2 separate regions of the Oryctolagus cuniculus genome follow, and region 2 is linked to region 1. Evidence: chromatin contacts called from public Micro-C data. All regions are on one chromosome and are shown on one strand. The core of a region is the stretch at or near the end of the contact, and the rest is flanking DNA. Distances in the headings are between cores, read along the strand shown.

Evidence for each region. Hi-C and Micro-C count contacts between places; a contact is called where the count stands out from the background.
Region 2: a contact with region 1 is called in a Micro-C map of ear pinna, with 4 times the contacts expected there. The contact joins the promoter of PPP2R1B here to the promoter of SIK2 in region 1. A contact is called at or near these places in 2 of 6 Hi-C or Micro-C datasets (ear pinna and an unstated tissue).

What each region holds. Positions count from the first base shown.
Region 1 is chr1:103,537,122-103,543,661 of mOryCun1.1, forward strand. It overlaps SIK2 (salt inducible kinase 2), which reads left to right and starts at 3,783. Exons shown (of 14, transcript XM_070078045.1): 1 at 3,783-4,145. The coding sequence starts at 3,800.
Region 2 is chr1:103,719,635-103,726,204 of mOryCun1.1, forward strand. It overlaps PPP2R1B (protein phosphatase 2 scaffold subunit Abeta), which reads right to left and starts at 5,250. Exons shown (of 17, transcript XM_008261547.4): 1 at 5,093-5,250; 2 at 4,221-4,311; 3 at 3,708-3,808. The coding sequence starts at 5,206. ALG9 (ALG9 alpha-1,2-mannosyltransferase) reads right to left here. Exons shown (of 15, transcript XM_070078146.1): 15 at 5,456-5,756. The coding sequence ends at 5,567.

The sequences.
Region 1 (6,540 bases), core at 2,533-5,032:
CTCCTCTGTCTCTGGCCTCCCTTTCTCTAACTTCCAGACACGTGCACACGGAACTCTGCTTTTTCCAGAAACCTTTTGGTATTTCCTGCTATTCCTTTTCTTTCCATCTCCAGATTGATTCTTATTCCCAGACTGTGCAAGCTGGTAGTTGGCCTGATTATCAGATTAAAATAGGCAGATAGAAATGAGTCAATTTCTGTCCAAAAGGCATACTTCAAAGGAGATTGTTAACGCTAGTGGGCTTCTACGCACACTTTCTGGTTCTTGAGTAAGTAGATTTTCATCAGCTTCACAAAGGAACCCACCTCCAGAATATTAAAGTACATTCATCTGGTTAGCAAAATGTACAGAGGAACTATTTTTGCACTGAGGTAAATATCTGAGCTGCTGGTCTAGTTAGAAGAACCATATACACCATTCCCATCAGTCCAGAAATCTGGTCAATCTTACAGCCTTGCCCATTCTGCCCCTCATTTTTGCAAAGAACATACCCTATGGCAGAATACAAAGCGAAAGGCAGAGGTACAGTGAGCAGTGGCGGGCCCAGAGGCCAGTCAATCTTGTACTACGAAAATTATATGAAATTAAATGCATGCATATACATGCATATATATATTTTCATTAAAAGCTAAAACTGGAGAGAAGTTGAAAGAACAATAATCTATCATACCCACTTCACCTAGATTTATCAGTTTAGTATTTTACCACACGTGCATTATCTATCTTGAGTAAAGCAGTTGAGAGTTAAGTTATATATATAAAAGACTTTTTAGAAAATTTAAAATTTATTTTATTATTTATTTGGAAGGCAGTCAGACAGATATCTTCCATCTATCATTGTACCCCATAACTGGTGACATTAACTTTGATCATTTGGCTAGGGTGGTGCCTGTCACATTTCTTTGCTGTAAAAGTAACTTTGCTAACCTTTTGTAATGAATAAGAAGTTGGAAGACACTATCAGATTGTGTAGACATCCTGTTCCCCAGCCAAGTTGTACCCAATGATTTTAACGTCTATTGATAATTTTTGTCTGAATCATTGATTACCATAATTGTTGCAAAATGGTGATTTTCTAATTTCAGAGTATCTTCTACATATATTGGTTGCATTCCACTGTCAAGAACTTTCAGCCTTCCATTTGTTGATTTATTTACTAAAAAGCTTAAGAGTAACTATGCACTTATGGATTCTTTTTTTTTTTTTTTTTTTTTACATCACTGCGGTACATCTTTCTTTTTTAAAAAACTTTTATTTAATAAAATATAAATTTCCAAAGTACAGCTTATGGATTACAATGGCTTCCCCCCCCCCATAACTTCCCTCCCACCCACAACTATCCCATCTCTCGCTCCCTCTCCCATTCCATTCACATCATGATTCATTTTCAATTCTCTTTATATACAGAAGATCGATTTAGCATATATTAAGTAAAGATTTCAACAGTTTGCACCCACACTGAAACACAAAGTGAAAAAATGCTGTTTGAGTACTAGTTATAGCATTAATTCACATTGTACAACACATTAAGGACAGAGATCCTACATGAGGAGTAAGTGCACAGTGACTCCTGTTGTTGACTTAACAAATTGACACTCTTGTTTATGGCATCAGTAATCACCCTAGGCTCTTGTCATGAGTTGCCAAGGCTATGGAAGCATTTTGAGTTCGCTGACTCCGATCTTATTTAGACAAGGTCATAGTCAAAGTGGAAGTTCACTCTTCCCTTCAAAGAAAGGTACCTCCTTCTTTGATGGCCCATTCTTTCCACTGGGATCTCACTCGCAGAGATCTTTCATTTAGTTTTTTTTTGTTTTGTTTTTGTTTTTGTTTTTTTGCCAGAGTGTCTTGGCTTTCCATGCCTAAAATACTCTCATGGGCTCTTCAGCCAGATCCAAATGCCTTAAGGGCTGATTCTGAGGCCAGAGTGCTGTTTAGGACTTCTGCCACTGTCTTTGGGCCAGTGCTGTGGCGCAGCAGGTTAACGCCCTGGCCTGAAGTGCCAGCATCTGATATGGGCACCAGTTCTAGTCCCGGCTGTCCACTTCCAATCCAGCTCTCTGCTGTGGCCTGGGAAAGCAGTAGAAGATTGCCTAAGTCCTTGCACCTCTGCACCCACATGGGAGACCCGGAGGAAGCTGCTGGCTCCTGGCTTCAGATCAGTGCAGCTCCGGCCACTGCAGCCATCTGGGGAGTGAACTAGCAGATGGAAAAGCTCTCTCTCTGTCTCTACCTCTCTCTCTAACTCTTTCAAATAAATAAAATAAATCTTTTTTAAAAAATCCACTGTCTTGTGGCAATGCAGCCATCTGGGGGCTGACTCAGCAGATGGAAGATCTCCTTCTCTCTGTCTCTCCCTTTTTCTAATTATGCTTTTCAAACAAATAAATCTGTTTTTTTTTAAATTCAGTCTTACAATCTATTTCTATCAATATTCATTCTTGAAGTTCAAATTGTCTCAGATTTGATAAATGGGGGTACCTTCAAGCTTTCTCTTTTTCTTTCGATATATCCTCCTTGACATACAAGAAATCTCTGGCATAAGAGATTGAAATCTCTTGGAATACTTTCCTTGTCTCTGCCCTGGAATCAGCCATTTCACCAAGAGGCAGAGTTCCTCGTGGAGAATGGTATTCAGAAACAAGATCTGAGGGACAGCACTGTGGCACAGTGGGCTGAGCCACCATCTGCAATGCTGGCATCCCATATGGGCACCCGTTCCAATCTCACTGCTCCACTTCTGATCCAGCTCCCTGCTAATGCACCTGGGAAAGTAGCGACAAATGGCCCAAGTGCTTGGGCTGTTGCACCCACGTGGGGCACCCAGTGGAGTTCCAGGCTTCTGGTTTCTGTCTGGCGGTTGCCGCCACTTGGGGAGTGAACCAGTAGATGGAAGATTTCTGTCTCTCCCTCTCGCTCTGCCTTTCAAACAAGTAAAATAAATCTTTTATAAAAAGGAAAGAAAGAAAGAAACCACGATCCTGGGAGTAATCTGGGGAGTACATATTTCCGGATATTAAAATACCAACTGTCCCTATTTCTTCGAGGCATTCTGTAGTGATTTACAATCCTAACTCTATCATGACCTGTGTGATCCTGGCAGATCCCCTCATTGCTAGCAGCCTACCTCATCATCTGAAAAGAGATTGGATTAGTAAGTAATTTCTTAACCTTTTCAGGGTCGCCAACACGTTTGGGATTCTGAATGGAGCTATGGTCCCATTTCCCCAGAAACACGCTCACATAAAGCAAAATGTTGCCTACATTTCAGGCAGCTCCAAGTTCCGAAGCCAGTTTGAGGCTGCAAATCCCGGGACAGAGTGTTCTCTTAGGGTCTCTTCAACGCTGCTGCTGTGAGAACGACTCCACGGAGACACCCAACTGTGGAGGGATTTATATAGCAAAGGACACAAAGGAACCTGTGAGCAATGCATTGCTCAGCCACAGTTCTTTGCTGCTGCCAAATTGAGGACGCGCTGTACTCCGAGGCGAGAGGTTTTGGCGGGAAGGTCCCCAGGTGGGCGGAGAACGCCTGGGCGAGGAAGGAGCGCACAGGCCGGATTCGGGTCGCTGCACCCCTCCGCACCGCCCACCAGGGCTCGCTCTTGCCCTTCCGCTGGAAAGCCTAGCGACGGGGCGGGCCCGGCTTGGACCCCGCCCCCGGCAGCGCGAGGCGCTGGGGAGCCGGCGGGGCGCCAGAGCCCGGAAGGAACGCGCCGGCCAGGCCCCGCGCCCCTCCCCGCGCACCGTCCCTCCCACCCTCCCGCCCGGCGCCGACGTCGGCGGTGCTCCGGTCGCCATGGTGACCAATCGAGACCCGGTCCCGCCCCCGCCCTCCTCCCGGCCCCCTGACGTCGGTGCACGTCAGCGGCGGCGCGCGCCTGGCTGGGCCCTGTGGAGCGGGAGGGAAGGAGCGAAGGAGCGAGCTGAGCGGCGGTCGCCAAAGCCGAGCCTCGCTGCCCGCCCGCCCGCCCGCGCTCCAGTCGCCGTGTCTAGCAGCGGGGCCCAGCATGGTCATGGCGGATGGCCCGAGGCACTTGCAGCGCGGGCCGGTCCGGGTGGGGTTCTACGACATCGAGGGCACGCTGGGCAAGGGCAACTTCGCGGTGGTGAAGCTGGGGCGGCACCGGATCACCAAGACGGAGGTGCGGCCCGGGGTTCGGCGGGAGCGTCTGAGGCGAGGGTTCGGGAGAGGAACTGTTTACCGAAAAGGGTGGCTGCAGCGGTGGGGCCGGGGGGGGGGGGGCACGAGGCCGCGCCACTCGCTCAGGCGAGCGGGCCTGGGGCCGCGAGGACCCAGGAGGTGCAGGGTATCGGGGCCGGGCTCCCCCGGACTCCGGCGCCGTCCGAATGGCAGCCCGACCAGCTGGGGCTTCGCTTTCCCCCTCGCCGCCTCCGGTGGCCACTCGGAATTTCGCCTCGAGCCTCCCACCCGGGCCGTGACCTGGTCTGTGGCCTCCGCTCCGCAGCCCAAGTTCCGCGTCTTCCCTGCTTTCGGCGGGGGGTGGGGTGGGAGGGGAAGTCTCGGTGCTCCGGGACTGCGCCGTGAGAGACGGCGCCCGCTCGCAGACGGCACCGGCTGCGCTCGGGCTGCGCGGCCGGGAGGACCGCGCGCCCCCCTGACCCCGACGGCCCGGCCCTGCCCGGCGAGGAAGGGGCCGGGGGGCCGGGTGTAGGCACTGGCAGTCTCCTCTCGCTCCTCTCGCCCCGCAGTGTCTCTGGTGTTGAGTGTCTGGCGAGCTTGATCAGTTGCCTGAGGCATTTCCATCTAATGCTCCAGACAATAGAACTGGTTAAAATGGTCATCTGCGTTTGCACCGTTGGTGGGTTAGCCTCTCTCTGGCTCAGGGGGTGTCCCCTTGGCCAGTGGGCGTTCTGGCCGTGAATGCGCATTCCTGAAGCCACATCGGATTCTGTCCGCTCCCCGAGCCCTCGGCGGCTTGCTGACGGGCGCAGCCCGCATCCCCCTCCGGCGCACATTCGAATGCACCACACATAATTCCTCCCGAGTCTCTTTCTTACCTAACCCGCCCCCCTTCCTTCCACTGCCTGAAGCTCCTCTCCTGAGGTCTCTATTTTAAAGACGCGCACATCAAATATCTTAGGAAAACGGTCGAGAGACACCCATTCTTTGAAATAAAACCTGCCGGTTTGGATGTACTCTGTTCTCATTGTGGCAGCCACTGGGTCGTGATGCTTTTTCAGCCCGCCCCACACGACCATCTCATTTTTCGGTTTTTTCCCGGTATTAGTATGAATACACTGGAGTTTGAATGTGGAGTAAAGTAGAACTTTTTTTCCCCCCCAGAATGACTTATGTAAGGCGAAGGTTGTTTGAAAACTTGAGTGATTTTTGTGGCTGTTGCTGTGCTTGGAAATTTTGCCTAACGTCCATTGCTTTTTGGAGTCTGTGTCATTCTGTCATCTCCACGTTTTGCTTCCCCTGCTGATCCTGAAGCAACCTCCATTGGACCTATTTTTTTAGCGTGAGGACCAAGGTCACAGATTTTCCTCTTACAGATTTACAACTGTTGGCAGTTTAGGTTAAGTTTGGAATGATAGTGATAGTTTTACTGTAGTGACATTACCGAATCTTTCTGTAGCTTAATCCCATCCCAGCATTTTTAAAAATGAGGAAAGTGGCTCCATTCCTCTGAAGAGCGTGTCTAATGCCATGCTGTCCTCCCTTGCACGCCATAAAAAGAAGGCATTTTAGATGCACGTTTTTGCAGGAATCCTGACTTAATGGCTTTGTAAAACTCCAGTTGTGCCTCACAAAGGGGTTCTAGGGAACTTCTGATCCACGTTATTTTGTGAATTATAAACTCATCTGTTCCTTTTTTATTTTTTTGTCACAAGCTCCTATTGGTACTAACAGCAAGATTTAATAAAGTCAACTGTTATTTATCAGGTCAAATTTAGTTAGCATGCGGTATCTGTGGGTACTTAAGTGGAGCTGGTAGTGCCTGACACTTTCTCTTGAGATTGTCGGTTCCAATGGTGTCCTTTTTAAGCGTACATGTCTTAGAGAGCTAGGGGGCACTGTGGAGTAATAGAGTCGTTTAGTTATTGGTAGTGTGAGATCAATGCATTTATAATTGAAGACGGCAACCAGATGGTGCAAGAGCACTCAGATCCTAAATTGTCTGTGTAGTATGTAAAATGATTTAAGTTAAAAGTCACTGTTTTAGTCCATGGGACCTGTCTTGTGCATTTTATTATTATTATTATTTTTTGACAGGCAGAGTGGACAGTGAGAGAGAGGCAGAGAGAAAGGTCTTCCTTTGCCGTTGGTTCACCCTCCAATGGCCGCCGCAGCTGGTGCGCTTCAGCCAGTGCACCGCGCTGATCCGAAGCTAGGAGCCAGGTGCTTCTCCTGGTCTCCCTTGGGGTGGAGGGCCCAAGCACTTGGGCTATCCTCCACTGACCTCCCGGGCCACAGCAGAGAGCTGGCCTGGAAGAGGAGCAGCTGGGACAGAATCGTGTGTCCCGACTGTGACTAGAACCCGGTGTGCCGGCACCGCAGGCGGAGGATTAGCC
Region 2 (6,570 bases), core at 4,000-6,499, 180 kb after region 1:
AGGCCAGTAGAATCAAACAGAAAAATAAAGACTCCAAGAAAATGTGTCTAATATGCTTCAAAAATTGTTGATACATAGACAGTACTCGGCTTTCCTAGAGACAGAAATCCCATTGAAAAGATACTATCCTTAATTCATCTGAAAGGCAGAGACAGAAAAACAGAGAGATCTCATTCATTGGTTCATTCCCCAAATGCCCAAAGCTGGGTCAGGCCAAAGGCAGAAGCTGGGAACTCAATGTGGGTCTCCCACATGGGTGGCAGACAATCAACTGCTTGAGTCATCACCTGCAGCCTCTCACGGTGTGATTAGCAGGAATCTGAAACTACAAGCACTGCCAGGACTCCAACCCAGGCACTGCTGCTATGGGATGTGTGCATCCCAAGCAGAGGCTGAACTGTGACGCCAAATGCCCCAAATACTGTTTCTTACTTGCAAAGAGCCCTTTTACGATCTGTCCTCTGCCTATTTTGACCTCCTCTCATGCAGTACCACTGGATAATCTCTATCACTACTGCAGGGTAAGGCCAACCTCTTAAGAATCACAAATCATCTCAATTTGAAATTGGCCACCTTGATGAGCACTCCTCCTACTCCACACCTCCAACACTTCATACTCCAGCAGCCTTGAACCCAACAAATTTTATGCTTCCAAGCCTCTGAAATTCATTCTTTCAGTAGATAATGTTGTATTCTACCACAGTGGATACAGAACACACCAGGTCCTTGCTCTAATGGAGGTTACATTTTAATGGAGGAAGACATCAATCCATCAAAATAGCAATTAGATGGTGATAAGCAGTCTGCAGAAAAACAGGCTAGGATAAAGTGAGAAGGGTGACTGGGAAGCTATTTCAAGACGGGTGGGCAGGGAAGGCCTCTCAGAGATGAGTGGAAGTTCGTATCTGAATGACAAAGTACCAGAAGAGCATGTCATTTGAGGAAATGCCTGGAGCAAAGGTCTTCTTAAGGACAGAAGAAGCTTGGATCATTCAGAGAATATAAAGACCAACGTGACTAAGGAGGTTACCAAGACAAGCATGATGCAGAAGCCTCCAGAAGAGAGTGAGAAATGTCTCGGAAGCTCTAGTATGGAGTTTAGATTTTCTAAAAGCCCTGCCAAGGGGCAACCCATCTGCTGGGTGAAGAACAAACTGTTAACAATGGGGTGGAAGGGAAGCGCTGAAGACAACCACAGCTGTTTCTCATCTTACCCAATAAACCCACATGAAGTTAGAAATGCATTTTAAATACACCTAACCTACCACACATCCCAGCTTAGCAGCGCTGTACAACATGGGTTTGTTTTCCTTCATAATCACATGGCCATTTCCAGCACCACAAAGGAGTGTTGTGGCACACACTACCAGCCTGTGAAAATATCAATATTCAAAGTACAATTTCTGAACACATGCAGCTTTTGCACTATTCTAAACCCAAAAAACCGTAGTCGAACCAGCAGGGACATCTATAGTTAAAAAGCTAAGTTATTTAGAGAACAGACCAATAGTTTGGAATAGGGCATAAGAACAGGGATGGAGGCAAGGGCACGGATTAAAAATATATGGAGATTTCCAGGAGTTACTAAAGTGTTAGACGTGGGGGCTAACAGGGGAAAGAGAATTCAAGAATATCGTCCAGGGCACAGGTGGGGGAAGTCTAGGCCATGGGCCATATATAAGGCTTGGGAATCATTTGGTCTGGACTTCCAAGGAAACCACAAGAGGGACCTGAAATTCAATTCATCTCTAGCAGGCTAATTTTTAAGCTGAGAATTTTGTATGGCCCGTGATTGATGTCATAAATATCCAAATGCCCTTGGCAGAAAAAAAGGTTCCCCACTCCTGTTCCAGAACCAAGCTGCTGCTTGAGACACCAGCATCCTGTATCACAATACCTGGGTTCAAATTCTAACTCCACTCTCATTTCTAGCTTCTGGCTAATGCACACCCTGGGAGGCAGCAGGTGATGGCTCAAGTACTTGGGTCCCTGCCACCCAGAAGGCAGACCTTGACTGAGTTTCTAGCTCCCAGCTTCAACCTAGTCCAGCCCTGGTTCTTGCAGGCACTTGGGGAGTGAATCAGCAGATGGAGATTCCTTTGTCTGCCTGTGTCTCTATCTTTGAAATAAAGAAAAATTATAAAATAAAAAATACCTTCTAGGTTTTGGCTTGTATAATTGGATAGATGTTGATACCATTTACTGAGATGGAACTAAATGAAAGGTACATTTTGAGGAAAAAACTAAGTTCTGTTTTAGGGCTGGTGCTGTGGCATACTACATAAAGTCAACAGCTGCAGTGCCAGCATCCCATATGGAATGCTGCTGCAATTCTGATCAAGCTCCCTATTAATGAGCCTGGGAAAGCAGTGGAAGATGGTCCAAGTCTTTGGGCCCCTGCACCCATGTGGGAGACCTGGAAGAAGCTCCTGGCTCCTGGCTTCGCATCAGCCCAGCTCCAGCCATTGCAATCATTTGGGGAGTGAACCAGCAGGTAGAAGATCTCTGTCTCTCTAAGTCTTTCTCTCTTCTATGTAACTCTGCCTTTCAAATAAATATATCTTAAAAAATTCAAATACCTGTTTGACATCTAAATAGGAACATTACAGAAAGATACACACTTTCAGTGATAACTAGGTACAGTATATATCTAAATCCATATCTGTCAACTTGTGGGGTTCCATAAAGTTCAGAAGTAGACAGAAAGAGTAAGCATCAGACAGTAAAGTCCTGAAACATGTATCATATATCATATCTGTCTTGTCCAACTGTTGAAATCCTAGTCTTTTTAAGACTTATTTTATTTATTCAAAAGGTAGACAGAGATCGAGGTGGAGATCTAGATCTTACACCTGCTGGTTCACTCTCTCCCAATGGCTGGGGCTGGGTCAGGCAGAAGCCAGGAGCCTGGATCTCCCTCAGGGTCTTCGATGTGAGCAGCAGGGGTTCAAGTGCTTGGGCCATCATTCACTGCTTTGCCAGGCACACTAGCAAGGAGCTGGATGGGACTTGAAACAGCACTTGCTCATATGGGATCCTAGCTGATATCACAGCTGGTGGTTTAAACCACTGCACACGCTGCCCTACTCCCTTTGTAACCCAATCATTTCTTAAAACAGTTCAGACATCAACTGTTAAGAAGTCTCCCCTAATCACCTTAATTCTTTTCTCCTCTCTTATTTGGGTATCTTAAATGTGCTTATGTTTCCCCATTGAAGATTGTACCCTAATATTTGTGACCAAAAACAAAGATCTCATTACATTTGTTTGGCTTTCTTTGACATTAACATTGTAACTTACAATATGCCTCATATAGCAGGCCCTCAATAAATGTCAACTGACCAAAATCACAGTGTAAGTCAGAAGCAAAAGTTACACTATAAAGACAAAATATTGCTGGATGAAAAACAAGACTTCCAATTTTACTGGGGGGGAGGGGACCCATAAAAATAACCAAATCTTTTTTCTCTTTAAATTAGTAAGTCTATGGAGGCAGAAAAATAAAGAACTTCTATTCATAGAAAATAATAAGACAGGGTTGAATCCAAAGTGCTTACATTATATATTCTCTCAATGGCTAACACTATGAGCATCTATCCATAAAATGAGCTGCCTAAAATATACTGCTGTTATGCCTATCACCAAACAATGTATCATTTATACTGCAAAGGTTCTAGAAGGAGGGTAGGCAGCATAGAAATACTCACCAGCAGACAGTGGGCAAAGTCTGGACCTCCCACCAGGCCAGTGAAATTTCCCAACTGCTCAGCAAGAGCTAACAGTACCTCATCTTCATCATAAATTGTATCTGAAAAGGACAACAACCAGGTACTCACCAACAAGGTAACTGGCCAAGAGCTGGACACTCACATAAAACTAGCAATAGATTCAATATGTAAATAGTAAAAACATCCAGTCCCAATCCTAACAGTATTTTCTCCTCAATGAACAGTTTTCCTGGATCTGATTTACAGAATGAACTAGAAATTCATACCTTCATATCAGTGACTTCCCCATTAGCTATACACAGTTAATGTTTGTACGTATCTGGCCACAACATTACCATATGTGTTGTTGAATTTCTTTTGCACAGAAAATACCAGCCTCAATTTGGTGCTTTTTGATACTGTGGACAACAAACTCTGAAAAACAGCCAAAGCTCTGAAAGCCATTGGTAAATGGAAATGTCCGTGCCTTTCTTGAAACACAGACTCACACACCTGTAAGGAATGGCAGCAGTTCAGTTCTTGTCCTTTCTACTCCAAGTGCTAGAGCAATTGTTGATAACTTCTTAATACTGTTGAGTCGGAGCTTTACAGGAGAAAATGGAAAGAACAAAATAAAAAATGATTGCAATGTAGACCAAAAGGCAACAGGAGCAAACAGGTGAACTAACTAACAGGTCTAGGAATAAGGATAATCTTTCATTTACACTTCATTGGTAAGGAACAGTAATGTAACACAGCCTTATTAGCCAGAGGGAGGATTCCTAGGCCAAACTCTCTACAAGGGCCCGAAGAGAAAGGAATGAAAGAAAATACTCAGCAAGCGGGACAATGTTAAAAAGCCAGAACTCCGGCAGCGACGAAGCAGGTGAGACGGCTGAATACAACCTACACCGAAGCAGACACACCGCCTCACTTAGGTTCCTCAGCCAGGCCACCCGCTTTCTACCCAACAGGCCCAGCCAGTTTCCAGGCCCAGGGGAAGAGGCTGGGCTGCACCTCAAAGGGCCCTCTGGCATCCTGCGACCCGCAGGCCGCCCAGCTCCCACGCGGCCCGGCCCTGCGCCCCTCCCGAGGGCTCGCACGCTGGGCCCGCAACGGGGCGCCCAGGCGGGAAGCCGGCTTTCCGACAACAGCCCGGGACGGTCGGAAGCCCGACGGAGGGGTGCTGGAGAGGCCCCGCGGTGGGCCGGGGCTCGGCGCCACAGCCCCTCGCGAGTCTTTCCAGCTTCCCCTTCGAGTTTCTGCTCCGCGTCCGGCTCTTTCAACCTCCCGGCCTCCCTCACAGCGGCTCCGGGCTTCCCCCTTCCCTACCCTGAGCGACGCCGGACCAACCCGCCACGGCTCTCCCCGCCCCAGTCCGGTACCTGCACGTCCTCGTTGCGGAGTTCGTCGATTAAAACCGCGATCGGATATAGCGAATCGTCTCCATCTCCGCCCGCAGCCCCCGGGCCGGTACCGGGCCCCGCCGCGCCCGCCATGTTCTTTCTCCTCCGGATGGTCGCCGCCGCCAGCCCCCGCCCCGCGCCCCGCCCCGCGCCCGCGCCACGCCCCGCGCCACGCCCCGAGCCCCGCCCCGCGCCCGGGCGGGCGGGGCTGAGGCCTCGGCGCGGGCTCCGCGGAGGTGGGAGCACCGAGCCTCTGCCCCGCCGATGGAGGCTCCCGCCCGACCCCCATTGCAGGAGGCGGAGGTCCGAACTCCAGAAGAAAGGTGGGCTGTGAAAGCGAACGGAAGCCCAGTGTCCTTTCCTCAGCCGAAAGAAACAGGGGCAGGGATTCATCCTGCTCGTTGTGGTCTGAAGGAGGCAGGTACCTCCGTGAGCGATCAGTGTTGTGCTCTATTAGGACTCAGGCCGGCCAAAAAGGGTGTCCGAGGCCAGGAGGAAGAAGGTTTTAGCGCCTCCCCTGCCTTCATCCTGGCCCTGAGCCACTGGGTCTCCAGGCTTCATCTCTGCACTCAGGATCAAGCTTCCACAGAACCCCTCCACCTCTTCTTGAGCCTGCTCGCCAGAGTTGTATCTGGCTCCTACTCTGTAAGACAAATAACGCGGGCGGCGAGAGAAAATGAACAGTGCTGTCCAAACTCCCCAGTCAATATTTTTTCCACGCAAGCTGTTAAAAACATGCTGCTCTCTTGTTTTTATGTTTCTTTTCAGTTTGGTACTGGAATGGTGCCTTCTGTTGTATTTTCTTCCTCCCATTTTTTAGCTCTTTAGCATGCAAGAAGTACAACAATCAAGCAAAACTAGGACAAGCTCTAATCCTTGCAAACTGCGTGGAGTGGCTCCTGTGCTCCTTGCAAGACAGCCTGACGTGGCCTCCCCAGACCCGAGTGTCCTCAAAGGCGGCCCTGGGGGAACGTGGGGGTCTGGGAGTTTTTCCCTGCAGAAATTCAAGGGAAGGTTTTCATTTACCCGTGTTAGGGCAACACAGAATACCTAGATGTCCTGTCCCTGCTTTTGACTGGAATTCAAGTAATAACTACATAGGAGGACTACAAGCTCTGATATTTTTCTGTCTTATTAATAAATACGATTTTGAGCCGGCACCGCGGCTCACTAGGCAAATCCTCCACCTTGCAGCGCCGGCACACCGGGTTCTAGTCCCGGTCGGGGTGCCGGATTCTGTCCCGGTTGCCCCTCTTCCAGGCCAGCTCTCTGCTGTGGCCAGGGAGTGCAGTGGAGGATGGCCCAAGTGCTTGGGCCCTGCACCCCATGGGAGACCAGGAGAAGCACCTGGCTCCTGCCATCGGATCAGCGCGGTGCGCTGGCCGCAGCGCGCAGGCCGCGGCGGCCATTGGAGGGTGAACCAACGGCAAAGGGAGACCTTTCTCTTTGTCTCTCTC